Regions from separate parts of the Zea mays genome. Here region 2 is linked to region 1. The links are chromatin contacts, called in public Hi-C maps. All regions are on one chromosome and are shown on one strand. Each heading gives the region's core, a stretch centred on a gene start, on an enhancer-like site or on the middle of the called end of the contact. The rest is flanking DNA. Distances are from core to core; before and after follow the strand shown. Region 1 holds the start of LOC100856929 (co-chaperone protein SBA1). Region 2 has its middle 100 kb from the start of LOC103652966.

The links. A called contact is a pair of places that touch in the nucleus more often than the background predicts.
Region 2: a contact with region 1 is called in a Hi-C map of leaf, with 4 times the contacts expected there. The contact joins the enhancer-like site here to the promoter of LOC100856929 in region 1. A contact is called at or near these places in 5 of 25 Hi-C or Micro-C datasets (ear, endosperm, leaf and 1 more) and 1 of 3 datasets of contacts at active chromatin or transcription factors (leaf).

Annotation. Positions count from the first base shown.
Region 1 is chr4:25,953,674-25,958,601 of Zm-B73-REFERENCE-NAM-5.0, forward strand. LOC100856929 (co-chaperone protein SBA1) reads right to left here and starts at 2,709. Exons shown (of 6, transcript NM_001254815.2): 1 at 2,578-2,709; 2 at 622-802; 3 at 366-516. The coding sequence starts at 2,582.
Region 2 is chr4:26,079,075-26,084,002 of Zm-B73-REFERENCE-NAM-5.0, forward strand. No RefSeq gene overlaps it. Among protein-coding and RNA genes, the nearest start is that of LOC103652966, 100 kb to the right of the region's middle. Within about 2 kb of position 2,672, at least 18 of the 20 cell types and tissues checked have an H3K27ac peak or open chromatin away from gene starts, as enhancers often do. A contact at or near this core is called in ear, leaf and tassel, where this site is marked.

The DNA.
Region 1 (4,928 bases), core at 1,459-3,958:
TAGGATGGCTATCATCTTAGGTGCAATCTCCAGGAAGCTGGGCACACTGATCTTATGTCTATTAGGTTGTGTTTGGGTATAATCTAAGGCAGAGGTGTTGCTCATGACATATTTTTCAAGTAGAAACAGTTACAAGAAATAATCCACTACTCCACAGTGTACATTTATCAAGTAACATAGTTCTTGCTGCATCTGTGGTTTGCTAAGATCATGGTTCGTTGTTGCTCATTAAACTTGGGAATGTTGAGCACTTAAACCAAATCTTTGTGTACTGACATGAGGTCAAGCGCATGTACCAGTTTCTGTATCTGATACACAAATTATATTCCTTTAGTAGTATCAAAAAATACAAGTACATAGCATACCATCATCATCTTCGTCAACCCATTTGTCCCAATCAACTTTCACAAAGTGAGGTGCCCTTTGATCATCTCGAACAAGTTTCTTCCACCATTTGGCCTCAGCTTTTTCTACAATACAGAATATGGACCTGACACCCACACTTATTTTGCTAGCCTGTTATATTAAAAAGTAATGTTAAAGACGAACAACTTTAAACATCAAGGATTTAAACTAAACCTGTACACATTAATATTACATAAAAATGCTTAAATGCATTACCTCAACGTTTACTTTGTCATTCAGATCTAGTTTCAATTCATATAAGTTTGTACCAGCACTGCCAGAGAATGTGAAGACACCATCTGGTTCCAAATTGACCTTAGCGTCCTTGGCATCAGGTAACTGTACAGTGATGTAAACCTTGTCGATCCTCTGAGCCCACTTCACTTCAGGGTGCCGACTACAGAGGACAATGCCAGTTGTAAATAAACCAACATATAAACAGGAATTCATCTATATACAACCTTAATAGTTTCTGTAAGAAACTTGCATAAATCCACAAGCAGACCTAGCGCAAATACACAAATCCATTGTGTAGGGGTATTATCGATAATACACAAGAGCAAATAAGAGTGATTAGCACAGAAAAAAAATAAGAAAAAATGTCGATTAGCATTAGTACAAATGGTGGCTAGCCAAACTATCCAGATAGTTAATAATTTACCATAAATTTTGGTTTTATAGCTAGATCAGAATAAAGAGCAGCAGCAAAGCCTTTCAGTCCGACGCAAGTTGGGGATGTGACGGCCTGATCCTTGCTCACTTGACATCATGACCAGATCACGAGGCAGCATGTCACAGGGTGACAACCGGCCCAGCCCTTGACCATCAAATACCATACCCAGGTTCCGATATGGTGTGTCGCTAAAAGGGTTACATCCTAACAGGGTTCTCTTGGGTTTCACCTCCAAATGAGTAGCTAAGTTTGATGTTGGCTTGCTAAGCCAAAATACTATAAAGTAAAAGATAACCATAAACTCAAATAGAACATGATAGTGTAACACTTCCTGTAACAAAAAAAGTAATCATAGCTTGTAAGCTTGTTCCCAGCTGCAAGCATGTGCATGTGCACACTTTCATCAACACCATTCAACAAAAATGAAGTTAAGAACAAGGTTATTAAGGCATCACCTAGGGTTCCAGTCAGTTTTTAAATCGTGGTATTGTCTCGTGGCAAAAGTTACTGCCAAGGTATCAGATTTAGCTGAGGCGAACGCCGCAGGACAAGAAGGCACGAGGGAAAGAGCAGCACAATGCGAGCAGAAAGAAAGTAACGGCTAAATGATTGACTTCCACGTTGGCAGGAAAAGGAGGGAGCTGCACGCACAAGAATAGGATTGAGCTGCTGGTGCTGAGGGGAACGGGGTGCTGCGACACGCACGAATTTAATGATAGATTCATTAGTTCAGAATGAGAAACAACAACGGCCATAGATTAAGGTTGGGTCGTAATTTACGGGTTGTCGTACGTGAAGCACTTTCGAGGTGGAGCACACGTACACCTCCCACGGAAGGCTCCCCATCTAACTTGTGCCCGTTTGAGAGGATAGGGAAAGGGGGGAGAGGGGGAGAGAGAAGAGGGTGTTCACACAAGCACCAGCACCTGTGACCGCAATTCCCACCCCAATCCGCGACAGCAACTACCGTGTCTGCCGCCTTATCCACGATCATGGCTCCAGCCCCTTCCACAGCTGCATTCTCTTCGCCCGTCCGAAGACTCCATCCATCCACGATTTGTCTTTGCAACTCTTCATCATCGGCATCAAAAGCTTTGCCCCCAATAACCCACCCATTCACACCCAACTAACCATCTAAAGCCTTGCCCCCAACCAACAGAAATATTCAAAACCGCGGCACGAAAAATTAACCAAATCAAAGCCGTACAGAAACGCGCCCCGCCCAAACCCTAGGTGCGCATCGCAACTCGAATTAAACTACAAGAAACCCAACAGTTCCATCGAGCCCAGCCACATCTCGGCGGGAGACCCATGGGGCTCGAGCTGAGCCATGGACACGGCAGAGCATGACCACGTACACCCCGACCCCCGAGATCCGACCACGCAGCCGTAGGCGATCGCTGCGAATGATCCTGTTCCCAACCCCGCGGAGCGAGACCGCCGAATCTAGAGAGAAGAGTAGACTCTGGATCAAGAATGCCCGGTGAATTTTGGCTCACCTCATCTTGACGCCGCTGGTACAGGCGGCGGCGTGGGCGGCGGCGGGTTGTGGGGAGCGAGGGTTTTTGTGAGGTTTTCTGGAGTGGGTGGGAGGAGAGTGAGAGCAGAGGAGAGATATGGAAGTTCGGGAGTAGCAGGCCGAAATGGGCTGGGATATGGTCGTAGCCTCGTAGGTACGATAGGCCTAGTTGTGGTCTTGTGGCTGTTTATCTATTTGATTGCTCATTTATTACTAGGTGAGTGTCCGTGCGTTGCGATGGAAGTAAAAAATTTGTATGAAACATATAAACGGAACAACAAATATCATTATGATATGTAAAATTCGTGTGGTAAACATTATCAATCCAGACACATGATTGCTTCAATCTTTACGAGAACAAACAGGTACAGACAAGAGTAGAGTAGGTAAGCGGTGTGTGGACCCAAAAATGTTCGGGGAGAATGTACCATCAACTAAAAAATGGTGCGGTTAGTTGACACGGGTGTCCTATATTCTTCTCAACTCAAATGTTGTTGCTCGCTCGACCACATGTTTATAACAAAATCGTGAAACGCGCGTGCAAGCTCAATTACAGATCTAGATGTTCAGCGGAGATGACACACAACAGCAAGCAAGCAAGCAGAAATATATACAGAACAGAGGAAAATTCGATCGAGCATCTATACAAGAAAACATATGTGTGTCTCTCTCTCTCTTCGTCGTGCTCGTGCGTGCATGACAGTGGTGCCCCCGCGACCGCGACGCAGAAAAAAAATACGAATTGTACTCTGCTCGTAGCATCGCATGAAAACCAGCACAACGACGACGGAATAGCACCGGCATGTCCACGACCACGCGACCACAGCGTGGTGGCCGGGCGAAACGGAAGGCACACATCACCTATCATCTAGCGAATAGTCAAGGGAATAAAAATGGTGTCTCGCATAGTCAAGGGAATAAAAATCACAAGAAACGTAAAATAGATCACAAATTCAACACAATTACCTGAGAAGTTGTTGTGATAGGTGACAAATTATGGAGGCGCGAAAAGAGGGAGAACAGATAGAAACTGGGGGTGTGGCTACATTTATAGCCAGTGAGGACACTGCCGATTTCCATCTTACATCAATGGAGAAAGTTGGAAAGGAAAGAGATCCATACATTCAAGGAAACAGAGCAGAGGAAAATATAGGGAGGGACCCACCTCGGCTAAAATTACGAAGGTAAATATGGCATTCGCACTACAGACATCAGGCAAGCAATAACGTGTGGAGGGAAACTCGTCTACACAGGCGTGATTAGTGGTTTTATTTCCAACCTGGCCGCTCGGATCTACAAAGGCATGATTTGTTGCTTTGTTTTGTCTGACCGCTCGACTGGCCAGGTATATGCATGAAAAGGCTTTGGCTAGACTTCACCAGAGATCTCACGGGACAGGCTTCACCAGAAGGCTTCGGCCACCTCGATTGATGAAAAAGTACTTGTCTGCCATTGAACTATACCAGCAAATTCTAAAAGGACGACGACCTTGATTAGAGGGAAAGTACCGCACCACAGAGCAGTTAGGCTTTACGATTCCATTACGCCCTCACTGTGTTCGTGTCCCTATGAAATAAGGAAAGGCTGGATGGATGCTCTGAGTAAGGGGGGAGATGACGGGGGGAGATGACGTGGTGGCAAATAATTGAAGTGAAGTGGAGAGCAAAGTGGCATCTCTGCCCCCGCTTGAGATGTTGGTTTGCTAGATTCAGTTGTCACTGCGCCACCCAGTCTTCTAGCTTAAGGAAAACGAGTAGTACTCCAAAAGGCCGCTTTTGATGTTAATGGTAACAATTTTTTTGTTTCACTCTAATTTCAGCCAGCTCTTGCTTTGTCAAGATGGCCACTCCAAAAGGCCGCTTTTTTCGTACCTACAAATTTCACATCGTGTAGTGACCTATGCTGGAAAAAATAGTAGCATCCTATGTACTGCCAGGAATTGAAAACATTGATGAATAATCTAAATTGTCAATACTTATGAGTACTACTTTTGTTTACCTAGATAATGCTTCCCTTTGAATACACAAATACAATGTCTTTTTTAGGCCCTGTTTGGGACCGCTCCAGCTCCAGAAAATTTGGTGGAGTTGGTGGAGCAGGTCATTAGGTGCTCCAAAAAATCGTGGAGCTAGAGCTGAAAGACTTTAGAAGACACTTAGACAAATCATTTTGTATATTATTTAGATTAAAAATATTTTTAAAACTATTTAAATTGATATTATAAACTACAGCTCCACACTGGAGTTAGAACCTGGAGCCATCCCAAACACACCCTTAGATTATGCATTTGGTCTCTCAGACATCATTGCCATTTCAAGCTGAAACATTTTT
Region 2 (4,928 bases), core at 1,422-3,921, 130 kb after region 1:
ACGCTCTACAGAGGTTGCGCATCTTTACCCACAAGTCATGTTACCCATCTGCCAAGGGATCGCGACTTCCCATACACGTCTACCGAGGAGGCGAGGCAGGGTAACACTACGAGGCCTTTACAAAGTTCCACTAGCTTCAGAAAACCCGCTATAGTTTATAGGAAGCTCCAATGCAGGGATCCCTCGCATGATCGCCATCGCAGCAAAATCATCCCAAGGACCTCCCTACACTAACCACTCCCCTACTGCCCTTGCCCCTTTCGGGTAAGGTAGTCTTCCGCTAGCTTTCCTAATTAATCAGCCAAGGGCGTCCCATTAAACCCTTGTGGTAGCACTGTTTTCCCGGGTGGTCGCTCCATGTTCCAATTAACATAATGATCTTATCATGAACAGTAATAATAAATAGATAATAAAAGTGTGATCATGAATAATGTATCTTCATACCCAAAACCACATAAAGCACTAGCAAGTACTACCCAAAAAGTTCAGTGGTAAACAAGGTATAAAGATAATCAAACTAGGGTAACCTATTGGGTCCCATCAAAATTAACCTATGCAGATCATTATGATTAATTAGAACATGAGTGGGTAAAAAGAAGTGATCAAGGGCACAACTTGCCTAGGACTTGAGATTCCAGGTACCAGGATGATCTTCAGGTGACTCGTAACCTCACGCTAGTCGTAGCAATACAACAAACATGGTATAGGCAAAATCAACATTACATCAAACATAAGAACAACTGCATAATAATATTCTACGCGCTGCTACGAGATCGTATAAACAAGAACCACTAAATTCGGAGCTACGGTTATTAAGTTAGGAATTTCTGAAGTTATTTAATACCTAGAATAGAGTTATTCATGTGAATAATTTTAAATCAAGTTTCATGGTTAGACAAAGGTACTAAGTAATAAACAATACTTAAACAAAATTAATGCCACTGGAATGAATCATTTTGGAGCAAAATTCATCAAGTTATGAATTTCCGAAGTTTGGGACATTATTTTGCATTAAAAGAAGTTCTGTATTTAATTTAATAGAATTTTGAGTTATTTGGACTGCGGCAACTATTTAAAAGAAACCTAGGGGGTTCTGCGCAAAAGACACAAAGACACAGAACTCCAACAGTGTGGACTACGGGTTGTTTATAGTTAAATAAGAGGTCTCTTTTGCAAAACGCGCAGGTCGAAAGGGTATCGGTTAAGTCTGGCCGTTGGATCCTGCATCAAGGGCCACGATTAAATTTTCTTACCACCGAACCAGAATGCGATCGCAGCCATCGAATCAACGATCGACGGCCCGAAGGGTTATATGCCTAGATCTAATCTGTGCCCTCCGCAATCGATCCAACGGTTCGATGTTTACCCTTTTCTGGACATATCCCGGCCACAGATGGTTGCAGCAACGGTCCCAGAGCATTTTCTTTCTTCCAGGACGACTCCGGGCGGCTCCCGTAGCTCCGCCGCGGCGAACACGACGGCTTGATCCCGCCACCGCGCTCGACTACCCTATTCACACCCGAGGTCGGTGCAACGCAAGGCAGGAACCCAAAGGATCAGGGTCGATGTGGCTTACCAGTGGGTGAAGCTGGGGTGGCCCTCGGCCAAGGTGCGGTGCGAACCTACGGCGGCGCCAGAGCCCATGGATGGACGAGTGATCGCGCCCGGCGCGTGAGTTCGTAGGAGGAGACCAGCCACACCTAGCCGACCACCAGGGACTCCGCGACAACCTTGTGCAGCTTCATGGCACGATTCAGGTGCCGTCGGGACATGGCCGGAGCACAACTGCGCTGCGCCGAGCCAGATCACACGGAACACAGTGTTGCCGCACGGGCCCCGCCCACGGCGTGAGGCAGAACCGCGATGGCGATCCATCTCAGTTTTCATGGCGACGAGCTCACCGGCGAGTGGGGCGGCGATCCATACCCCAGCCTGGAGCACGACTGCGGCGACACTTACCCAAGCCCCACGGCGACAACGCTCAAGCTTCAATGGAGTAGGAGATAGTTGCGGCGAGGGCGCGAGGCAGCGTGCTGGGAGCAACGAACAACGCGAGAGGCCGCTGGCAGCTTGGGCTAGATCCCGGCGAGGTGCGGACCAGAGCCACGACCGAAGCCGCGAGGCGGTGCCCCCTCAAATCGAGCACCAGAGCTCCACTTTCCCCCTACGGTTTGTGCTATGCAGAGCGGACCAGCAAGTGAACCAAAGGGTCAAGAAGCTCACCAAAGTTCCTGCCGAAGCGACCTTCGACCATGGAGGGGTGCGTCTTGACAATTCCTCACCGCTTCGGCCCCAGAACCGCATGGTGAGGGCATGATAACCATCCGCGTGCCTTTGCGAAGATCACTAGGCCACGACCCTCAATCAGACGCTAGCGAATCGCAATGACCATGGTGCCACGGCGGCGGCGGATGTCCCTGCCCCATAGCTCCTGCTGGCGATTCCATCGGAGGCAATGGCGCCCATGGGGTGGTTGGTCCAGAGGAGGACCCGGTTTTATATGCCGGGAGGAAGAAGGCTGGGCACGAGCTCATCGGATGGATAGGGCAGGATCCGTCCGGAAGTCGCGCGCTTCTGTTCCGAGCCTGCGACCGAGATGGAAGGGGAAGTTGTCGCCACGGGTCCACCCATCAGTGGCACAAGGATTTCTAGGCGTGCACGTGACAGACTGGCATGTAGGGCCCACACGGCTATGGCCAGCATGCAATCGCGGAACAGGGAGAACGGACAGGGAGGCTGCTAGGTGGGGCCAGGCCGTCAGTATTGGCACATGACCAGGTGCGTGCGTCTGTGTGGGTTGGGCTGCGCGCGTCAAGTAGTGGGTCGTGCGGGCCACAGGGTTTTGAGGGCGAGCTGGGCCGAGTGGAAGAAGATCTGGCGTAGGTTTGCTTTTCCTTTTCCCTTTTTATTTCATTTTATTTCTATTTGAATTTCAAATCAACACAAGTTTGAATCCTAAACTTTTACTTTGAGATGCATAAATAAAACACCAACATGAATGCAAAACTATATATATATTTGTTTTATTTTAGTTCATTTATTCATGATTCCAATCATGAAACAGAGAATAGTTCACATCTTAATACTTATAAACTTCAATAAATGCTAATTTATAAAAGAATCTTTTTATTGAATTTTAGTTATAAAACTTTTATTTAAGGAGATGTGACCTCAAATGTTATGGGAATTCTAAAGAAAAAATATTCTAATTCAAGATCTTTGAAAATTTTTACTATATTCTCAAAATGAGATTTAGGGTGTTACAAATCTTACCCCCCTTAACAAAAATCTCGTCCTCGAGATTTGTAAGAAAAGAGATATAGAAAGCCAAATGTTTGGTTGCAGTTTAGCTTCAAGTTTTTTTCAAGTGGTTTTAAGCACAAATGTTTTCTATATACTTTTTAAGTCATTAAATAAGGAAATGGTTAGGAACACGTGGGTATACTATGTTTAGCTATTAGGCAGAAGTAGAGAAGGTTGCGGTAATAAGGATTATGGTAAAGAAGATTCCATTATCGATGGTGGATCTTGACTCATTTGGTGATCCAGCTCCTGCTCTTTGAAGACTTGAGTCGGTGCTTCTCCTTCCTTGACGGGGTTGGTCTTCTTTGGCCCTCATCTTTAGAGTTGCCATCTCTGCTAAGGTATTATGGTTAAGATAGTTGTCGGTGCTTGTGATGGAAAGGCCCAACATGATTTACTTTGCTTTTGGGGTAGATGCATTTAGGTAACTTATCAGGTAGGTTAAGTAGTTTTGCATGACCGAGTTGATCTAAGTCACCAATTTAGGCTTAAGTGAGTTAGGAGTATGGCCTTATCCTTTGTACTAGCATTAGATAACTTACTCTAGATTAGATCATAATAGATTAGATAGAATCCAGATTAGGTTGGTACGACTAGATTAAACTAGTTATGATCTCATTATTTTGGATTAGGTCCTGGTGGTTACTTTAGGATCAGATAAATATAGTGGTTAGGATAAAACGAATCTTTCATGATGAGATGAATTCATTAAGATAAGAGAGAATCTTTTAAGATAAGATGGATCTATTAAAATATGATAGATCTTTTTAAGATGAGATGGATATTGTTAGGCTAGATACTTTATTGAGGGATAATCTAGTTTGTCTAGTTAGTTTTATAAGCATTATGTTTATGCAGATGTAATTGTGGACCTTACTCCACAACTCATCACACTCAATCAAAGATCCAAATCAGACAAATATCATAAGAACAAGCATTCAAGTTCATAGATATTTATATAAAAATAGTTTTGTTTTTGTTCCTAAGAGTAGGTCTCCTATTTCTAAAGTCACTCTAGGTGTAGGATTTCAAAGTGTGAAATCCACATTTGTCTTTAGAAAGAAAAGGTAAGAATAATCAGAGTAAAGCGGAAATAGATGAGAAAAGATTAAGAAAAGTTTAGATAAGAATCAGAGTAGCAAAGGTAAGTAGACAATGGTTGTCCAGTTCTATCTAGGTTTCGTCCTACAGTCAACATTCCTCTGATACCACTTCTGTCACACCCGGGTGTCAGGGGCACTAAGACCCGGGCGCGAACATAATCACCAGGTGTGCTGGGACCAAGTCTCACACATATGATGAATCATGGCACAAGATTGAATGTCACATATTTACTAAATAATAGGAGTTCTGTACAAAATAAATAAATAATTATATTATAAGAGACAACGGTCCAGCAACCCAAAGTTGACTGGGAGACGACGGCCTAGACCTCTCACGAACACATCACAACATCCTCCAAGCGCCTCATCCTGTGGTACCTGCTCTTGACCTGTGGGGGGGGGGGGGGTGTGAGACAGCAAGAGTGAGCTCACATACGTTCATCGCTCAACAAGTTGTGGGGAATAATGTGCATGAACTCGCCAAAGGTGGGAGCTCACGTGAAGAGTAAGGCTTACCAAAGA